Linked DNA regions of Sus scrofa: region 2 is linked to region 1. A link is a contact called in public promoter capture Hi-C data. All regions are on one chromosome and are shown on one strand. Each heading gives the region's core, a stretch centred on a gene start, on an enhancer-like site or on the middle of the called end of the contact. The rest is flanking DNA. Distances are from core to core; before and after follow the strand shown.

Region 1 (3,488 bases), core at 722-3,221:
TCCCCCAAGAGTGGGTCTGCAGTCAACCCATCCTTCTGCCCTCCATCCACCCATCCAGAGCACTCAGAGTTCATCATGACCTGCAGAGGGGTCCATGCTGGGCTTGATGAAGATGCCTTCCATGGCCTTCCACCTATTGTGAGTGTTGGCGCTGGGCATGCCGTGCACCTCGTGTTGCCCACGGATGGGACTCCCGTATTGCTCACCGGTGACCGAAAGGAACACAGAGGTGCCCACGTGCTGGAAGCGCACTGCAGCCTCCCGCTCCCAGTGCTGCCCTGAGCAGCGCACTGTCCACAGGTCCAGGTCATCACCCTCGCCATCCTCCCCAAAGGCGCTCACCTCCTGTGGGTGCGGGTGGGGCAGGATGGGAGGACAGTAGTCATTATGAAGGGCACTCTGAGACTCCTGTAGACACTTGTCTAGCACTGCGCTCACACCCAGGGGCCTGCCTTGCAACTCTCTGAGCCTCAGTTTCCACAGCTGCAAAATAGGACAACACAACTCCTACCCCCAGCACTCAGAAGCCCCCCACCCCCCACCTCCGTAAATTTTTCAAACACCAGCACATCCCACCTCATCTGGGCAGCGACCACAGGCCCCCACAGGGCCAAGACCTTCTCCTCGCTCCTCCATGTTCCTCCTGTTCTAATCCCTCTGACCCTCACTCAGCATAAAGCCCACACCTCAGGCTGGGCTTAAGATTAAGGTTCTATTAATCTACTTTCTCTTCTGATAACCGTCCAAAAGCATCCTCTGTTCCAGCCCCACCTCCCACCCAGTTCCAATGAACTCCACATGCAAGCTCTTCCTTAGGCCTCAGAGACACTCTCCTCTCTGTGGCCTGGGGGGCTCCTCCTCCTTCCAGGCCCAGCCTGAGTTCCCCCTCCCCTGGAGGGTTTCCATTCCTCACTCCAGTGGCCATAGTGGATTCTCCTCCTCCGCTGTCGGATTGCCCCTCAGGGATGGCACTGTCTAGCTAGATGGCTCTTTCTGCCTGGGCAGAGAGCTCCAGGGGACAGGACCCTGACGCATGCAGTCACCTCGGTGTCCCCAGAGGGGGCGCTCAACAAACACTTCTGATTTGAAATTCCCGTTCCACAGAGGAAGTCGAGGCTCAGAGCCGGCGCCCGGCCCCTCACATATACTCCAGGGGCTCACCTGGTTGTTGGACAGCGGCGAAGGGAAGTGGTGCGTGTGCAGGTTCTTGCCGGTGAGCACGTGAGTCAGCCGAACCGTCTGCCCGCAGCGCACCGGAGACCCGCGCGGACACCCGCCCTCCGAGCCGCCGCGGATTTGCCAGTAGCTGTTGGCGTCGTCGGACGCCTCCACGCCGGTCACCGACTGCTGGCCGCTGCCTAGGGGGAGATACCCCACCCCCGGGGTTGCCGTCAACGCGACAACTCTGACCCTCGGCAAGGACACCATCATTTCTCCCGGACAAGCTCAACCCTGGGACCCAGTGGCTCCCTCAGCCCCTCCCGCCCGGGCGGGACTCAAGTCACCTGGTCCGAAGCTCCCGAATGACATCGCGACCACCCCGTCAAACAGCCAGACTCTGCCCCTTGGTCCGCAACTCCTTCAGTCCCTGATGATTCCCAGACCCCTGGCCGGCAGACCCCCGCCCCACCTCTGTCAGACCCCCACCCCTGGCCGCTACTGCCCGGATGCCGCAGCCCCAGCCCGCGCACCGGATCCGTATTTGATGTCGTGCGAATGCAGCCGCACCCGGTGCTGCGTGTTGAGCAGCTTCAGCACCGACCCACAGGTCACGAGGCCCGAGCCGGTCTTGGCGGCACCGCTGCCCGGCACCAAGAGCGCTAGCAGCAGCCCCAGCAGCGCCGGTCCGGCAGCTCGCCGGCAACCCGCGCTCCACATCGCCCCGGCCGGGCTCTGGCAACTCGGCCCGTGGACGCTTCCGTCTCCGCTGCCGGCCAATCGGGCTCTGACAGAGCCCACCACGGTAGCCAATCGCCGGCCTGCACGGCGCTCCGCCTGCACTGTTATTGAGTCCTTGTGGAAGGGACCCGCCCCCAGCTTTCGAGAGACGCGGCGGGGAGGGGGTTGGAGACACGAGGAGGGTTATGATTGGTCCACGCTTCCGAGGACTCACCAATGAGTATCAAGGGAAGACTGGGGCGGTGCCGAGCGGAGAGAGCTGGTGGCTCGCTCTGCAGGTGAGGGCGGCCCTCCCGTGGCCTCTGGGCCCCAGAACACCTGGTTCGCCTCTTCACGAAGGTCCTTGGCCCTAGATCCCCAGGACCTCAATCATGGTGTCTTCCTTGGGCCCTAAGTCCCGCAGCTGCAGGGTCTTGATGTTGCTCGACCACTGGATTACGTGGTCACAAGTGGACACATCTCAAAAACTCAGTCACCTGGTCCTTCAGTCCCTGGACCCCAGGATGGACTGGTTCCCCAGTCGCTTGGTCTTTACCCCTTCTCCTGCATTGGGTCACCTCAGTTCCTGGACCCTGGAGTTTCTGAATTCCTTGGCCACTCACTGACCCCTTCCAGGGCAGAATCTCATGGTCATTAGGCCGCTGGGCAGCAGAGGGAGCTGTGGTGTAGAGGATAGTGGCAGGTGGTCCCCAGAAAGCACCACCAAGCTGTCTTAGGAAACAAGAGCAGAGGGAGACCAAGTAACTGGGGACCAAGCCTCGGTTACTTTGCGTCCAGGGCTTCAGACCCATAGCCTTCTCAGAGGTCTGTGGGCTCAGTCTTCAAGGGGAGAAACTTACACCACTATTTATTCATTTGTGGAACATTCCTACGTTGACTTCACTCCAAGTCTTTCAATTCACCCCGTCTAGATGGCTCTGACTCCAAATCAGGCTGTGAGGCATCTCTCCTGCCCCAACCCCAGCACCCTCACCACCCTAATACAAGGCGCCTCCCACCCCTCCACATCTACCACCACCTCCTAGAAGAGTTCCCTGCTTCTGATAACTCAGGCCCCTCCAAGACATTTTCTACACAGGAAAGTGGTTTGTGCCTTAAAAATCATAAATTGGATCATGCCAGGTGTCTGCTGAAAGCTACCAATGGTTTCCTGTTACACTGGGAATGAGGGGATGGCAAGAACAGGGTTAGTAATCTCCCTGAAGGCAAAGAAAGGGTTCCAATAGCAGCAGAGACCCCAAGACTGAGTTGGGGAAGCCAATGTGGCTCCACTTGTAGTTTCTGGAGACTCATGGCTCCTCCTGGATGTCCCTTTTCCTGTATACCACATCCCCAGCTCACCTCATAGGTAGGTGCTCAGCACCCTCCACCTGGAGGCCACGGTTTGTCTCCAGGTTCAGATTCCCAGGCCCTACTCAAGGTGTAATAAGTGACAGGCGCGTGGGGGGGGTAGTTTGTTTCCAATCAAGTCTGCTAACAATTCTTCCCACTCTTGCAAGTGCCAGCTGCTCCTCTCCTCAAAGTATGGGGTCCCTCCCCCCATCCCCAACCTGGGCAGGCATCACAAGTGTCTTTGACCATGAGAATGC
Region 2 (3,488 bases), core at 340-2,839, 560 kb after region 1:
GGGGTGGGAGGCAGCTGGTGGGAGGAGATGATGGGGTTTGTGCATGAACCGGCCAGCTGAGGCGAGTGCTTCTCAAGCAGGCAGCTGGGTGGACAGTGCAGCCACATGGACCTCTGCTGGCTTCTGTTGTGGCAGCCAATGGGGGTTCTGTGGGAGGGGCCCCTACATAGGGAAGGGCACTGCTGAGATCAAGGCCATGCCCAGACGGAACTGCCCAGAAGTGCTTGGTCTGTTTACTTGTCCCACGGAAGTGTTTGCATTCGTGACCACATGGGTGCAGCTTCCCCGGCCACCTTCCCCAACTTCTGCCTCCCTCCTGGACCAGCATGGCTCAGAGAGGGGACCTAATGGTGGAAGGCCCCTACCCTGCTCCTCCCCAGCCCACCTTCTTCCAGCCTGGTGGTGCCCACAGCCTTGGACCTTTTAGTGGCCCTTATTCCACCCTCCCAGATGGGCTATCCAGGTACCTGAGGCAGGACACCACCGTCCCCTCAGGGGTCTGCATGCAGCCTGCTCCCTGGGAGAAGGCAGGTGCCCCTCCTTGCCCAGGCCCTTCTGCCAACTCTCAAGTCCCCAGAAGCCCAGCTCATCACTGCTAGGACCCAGCTGCTAGCTTTCTGTTCCATCCCCTGGCTTACCTGCCGTCCCTGCTTCCCCTCTGCTTCCTGGCCTGGGGTTCCTTCTCCTCCCTGTCCCCTTCTCTGCTGCCCCTGCTCTGCTCTGTGCTGCCGCGCACCCTCCTGATGTAGTAGCGCCCATGCTTCCAGCCCTGACTCCACCTTCTGGACTTTTCCTTTGGTGACCTCCTGAAACCGACGGAATCCCTGTCAGGTCCCCAGCCCTTCTCCACACCTTGACAAGAGCTGTAGGGTCTCAGTCCCAGGGCGGTCCTGCCACTTCCATTAGTCTCCCTGACCTGCCTTCACCTCCACTTTCTCTCGTCGGAGCCCACGGGGGTGCCATTCTCTCCAGTCCATCCCTATGCTCCCCAACCTCCTACTCAGGCCTCTGGTCCAGACCGAGTCTACCCATAGGCCTCGAGCATCCGGCCCGCCGTAGCTTGCAGGCTTTGATTGCACTGATGGCACAGCCGGGTACTAGGCAGGCCTCTGGGGGGTGCGGGTGGGCAGAGGCCGGCTTGCAGCCTTGACCTGGCCGTTCTGAGGCGCTGCTGGCGGGGGCGCCGAGGGAGCTTCGGTGCGTCGCGCCTCGTCCCCACCTCCTTCCCGTCCCTGGCCTGGCCTCGCAGGGAGCGCGCAGGGGCCGCTTCTGGGGTGGGTGTCTGGGGAGGGGAGGGACACGAGCGGCGGTCGGGGATTCCCCGGGCGGGCCCCTTCCAAGTTTGCCCCCAAGTTTGCGCGCGGCCGCGTGGGGGCGGGGGCCGTGCGGAGGGGCGGCGGCGCGGCCAGAGGGTGGGGTCTGGCGCGCGGGGCGGGCGCTGCCGCCTGGCCGGCCGCGGCTGGCCCGGGATCAGGGAGCCGATGTGGAATTTCCTGCCCGGCCCGGCGCCCCTCCTGCCGCCCCCCGCCCGGCCGCGCACTCCGCTTCCGGCCGCTCTCGCTTGCGGCCGCACCCGCGCCCGCCCCGCGCCTGCCCCGCGCCGCATGGAGGGCGCAGGGCCCCGGGGGGCCGGGCCGGCGCGGCGCCGGGGAGCCGGGGGGCCGCCGCCGCGGTTGCTGCCGCCGCCACCGCTGCTACTGCTGCTCTGGCTGTTGCCCGGCCCCGCGGCGCCCCAGGAGCTGAGCCCGCGCGGCCGCAACGTGTGCCGCGCGCCCGGGTAGGAGCCGGCCGGGCTGGGGAAGGGAGCCGAAGGGGACGCCCAGGACCGGGGGGAGGGGGCGCCCGGGACCTCTCTGCGCCAAACGCGCGGGCCTCTCTGGCGGGCCTCGCCGACACCGGCTCCGCTCCAGGCCGAGCTAGGGCGCCGGGCCACGACGGTGCGTCCGAGGATACACCGGACGAGGAGACAGCGAAGGGAAAGCGGAGGACTGTGGGCGCTCGGAGGGCTGACACAGGGTGTCCGAGATTTTAGACCCAGAAAAAGGGACCCTTGGGCCGGGCAGTGAAGGCCATAAGTCAGGAAGGGCATTTCAAGCCCATGGCATGGCATGGCATGCTCAGGAGCCCAGGCACACGAGTGTGGCTAGAGCCAGGATGAAGGGACGGTGAGGGTCCAGGGGAGATGGAGCGGCGCTCCTGAAAGAAGGGAGCCGAGGAGGACTTAAGGCAGGCGAGACTCGGAAGGACAGAACAGTCTTAGGAGGAGCGGGCTCGGGTGGGAGGAAGGTAGTAACGGAGGTGGGCATCGAGAAGGCTGCGCTCAGAGTGGACCAGAAGCAGGGATCGAAAAGACAATGCCCTGCGCCGGCGCCGGCATCGGGAGGATGTGGACCTCCCGGGTAGGAATACCAGGTGTGGGAGGGGCGGCGCCGAGGTGGGGCGCCCCAAGGAGCTGACTGGGGAAGCGTGTGGAACAGGAGGGGACAGGCCTTGCCCGAGGGCGGCAGGCCCAGGACTCTGCGCAGAGGGCGAAGAGCACAGGCCAAGACCCAGGAGTGGACGCAGGGGTCGGAGGACCTGGTGGGCCCCTTTAAGAGGCCATTTCGAGGTCAAGGGCATCTCCACGCGGGGGCAAGAAGCCTGTGTGTGGGGGTGCCTTGACCTGTGCCGGGGGCGCCGGGTGGACAGGAAGCTGGAGGGGCAGCCACCGGCTCCTAGCGGGTGCAGTAGGGACGCCCTGGGCCGCAGAGCCCAGGGGGCCGCGTCCGGGGGCAGGGCGGTCGCCGCAGACAAGGGGCTGTGAGGGGCCGCGCGGGGTTTCCAAGCTCAGATCCCGAGGCGCGCAGACCCCTCCCCGCTGCGAGCTCCGCCTCCGGGCGGGGGCCGGCCTGGCCCGCCATCTGCTTCACATCGACGCCGCCGCCGCCTCCCGGGCCTCCCGGGCCTCCCCGGCCCCAGGAATGCAGTGGCGGAGGCGGGCGGGGCTGCCTGGAGAGGGGGAGGGCACGATCGCCAGCGGCCCTGTCCTACCGCCTAGGCCCCTCCTTCCCTGTGGGGGTCCATGCTGGGGGATCCGATGGCAGCCTGGAGCGGTCGGGAGCCTGCTCCCACTCCCCCTCTCCGGAGACCTCCCCACGAGGCGGTCTGTTCCCGTAGCCTGGAGTCTGGGCTGGGTTTCAGATGCTGGTGTCACCTTTCCCCATCTGAGTAGCCTTGGGCAAATGGCTTAACCTCTCTGAGCCTGTCTCCACCTCTGTCAACTGAGGTTGGTGGTGGTACCCACCTCATGCGGGAGAGGGTGGATGGCTGATTGTGACCCTGGGTGGAGCTGGTTAATGGTCATCTCTTTCATTACCTTCCCAAGGCTGGGCCTTGTAAGGCTCACACTCGAGGTTCCCTTCGCCCCTGTGGCAGGAGGACCAGGGAGGGAAGCCTGCTCTCAGTCAGTAAGATCCCACCACATTACTATGTGCAGGACCGTGGCTGGT

The links. Promoter capture Hi-C pulls out the DNA fragments that hold promoters and counts their contacts.
Region 2: a promoter capture Hi-C map of fetal skeletal muscle shows a contact between it and region 1, with 11 times the contacts expected there. The contact joins the promoter of SCARF2 here to the promoter of SDF2L1 in region 1. A contact is called at or near these places in 2 of 5 promoter capture datasets (fetal skeletal muscle and liver) and 1 of 47 Hi-C or Micro-C datasets (embryonic fibroblasts).

The regions. Positions count from the first base shown.
Region 1 is chr14:50,249,665-50,253,152 of Sscrofa11.1, forward strand. SDF2L1 (stromal cell-derived factor 2-like protein 1) reads right to left here and starts at 1,972. Exons shown (of 3, transcript XM_001929542.5): 1 at 1,692-1,972; 2 at 1,162-1,358; 3 at 1-345. The coding sequence starts at 1,878. The coding sequence ends at 64. LOC110256815 reads right to left here. Exons shown (of 3, transcript XM_021073687.1): 3 at 2,249-2,329. The coding sequence ends at 2,249.
Region 2 is chr14:50,811,572-50,815,059 of Sscrofa11.1, forward strand. It overlaps SCARF2 (scavenger receptor class F member 2), which reads left to right and starts at 1,590. Exons shown (of 11, transcript XM_021072793.1): 1 at 1,590-1,777. The coding sequence starts at 1,605.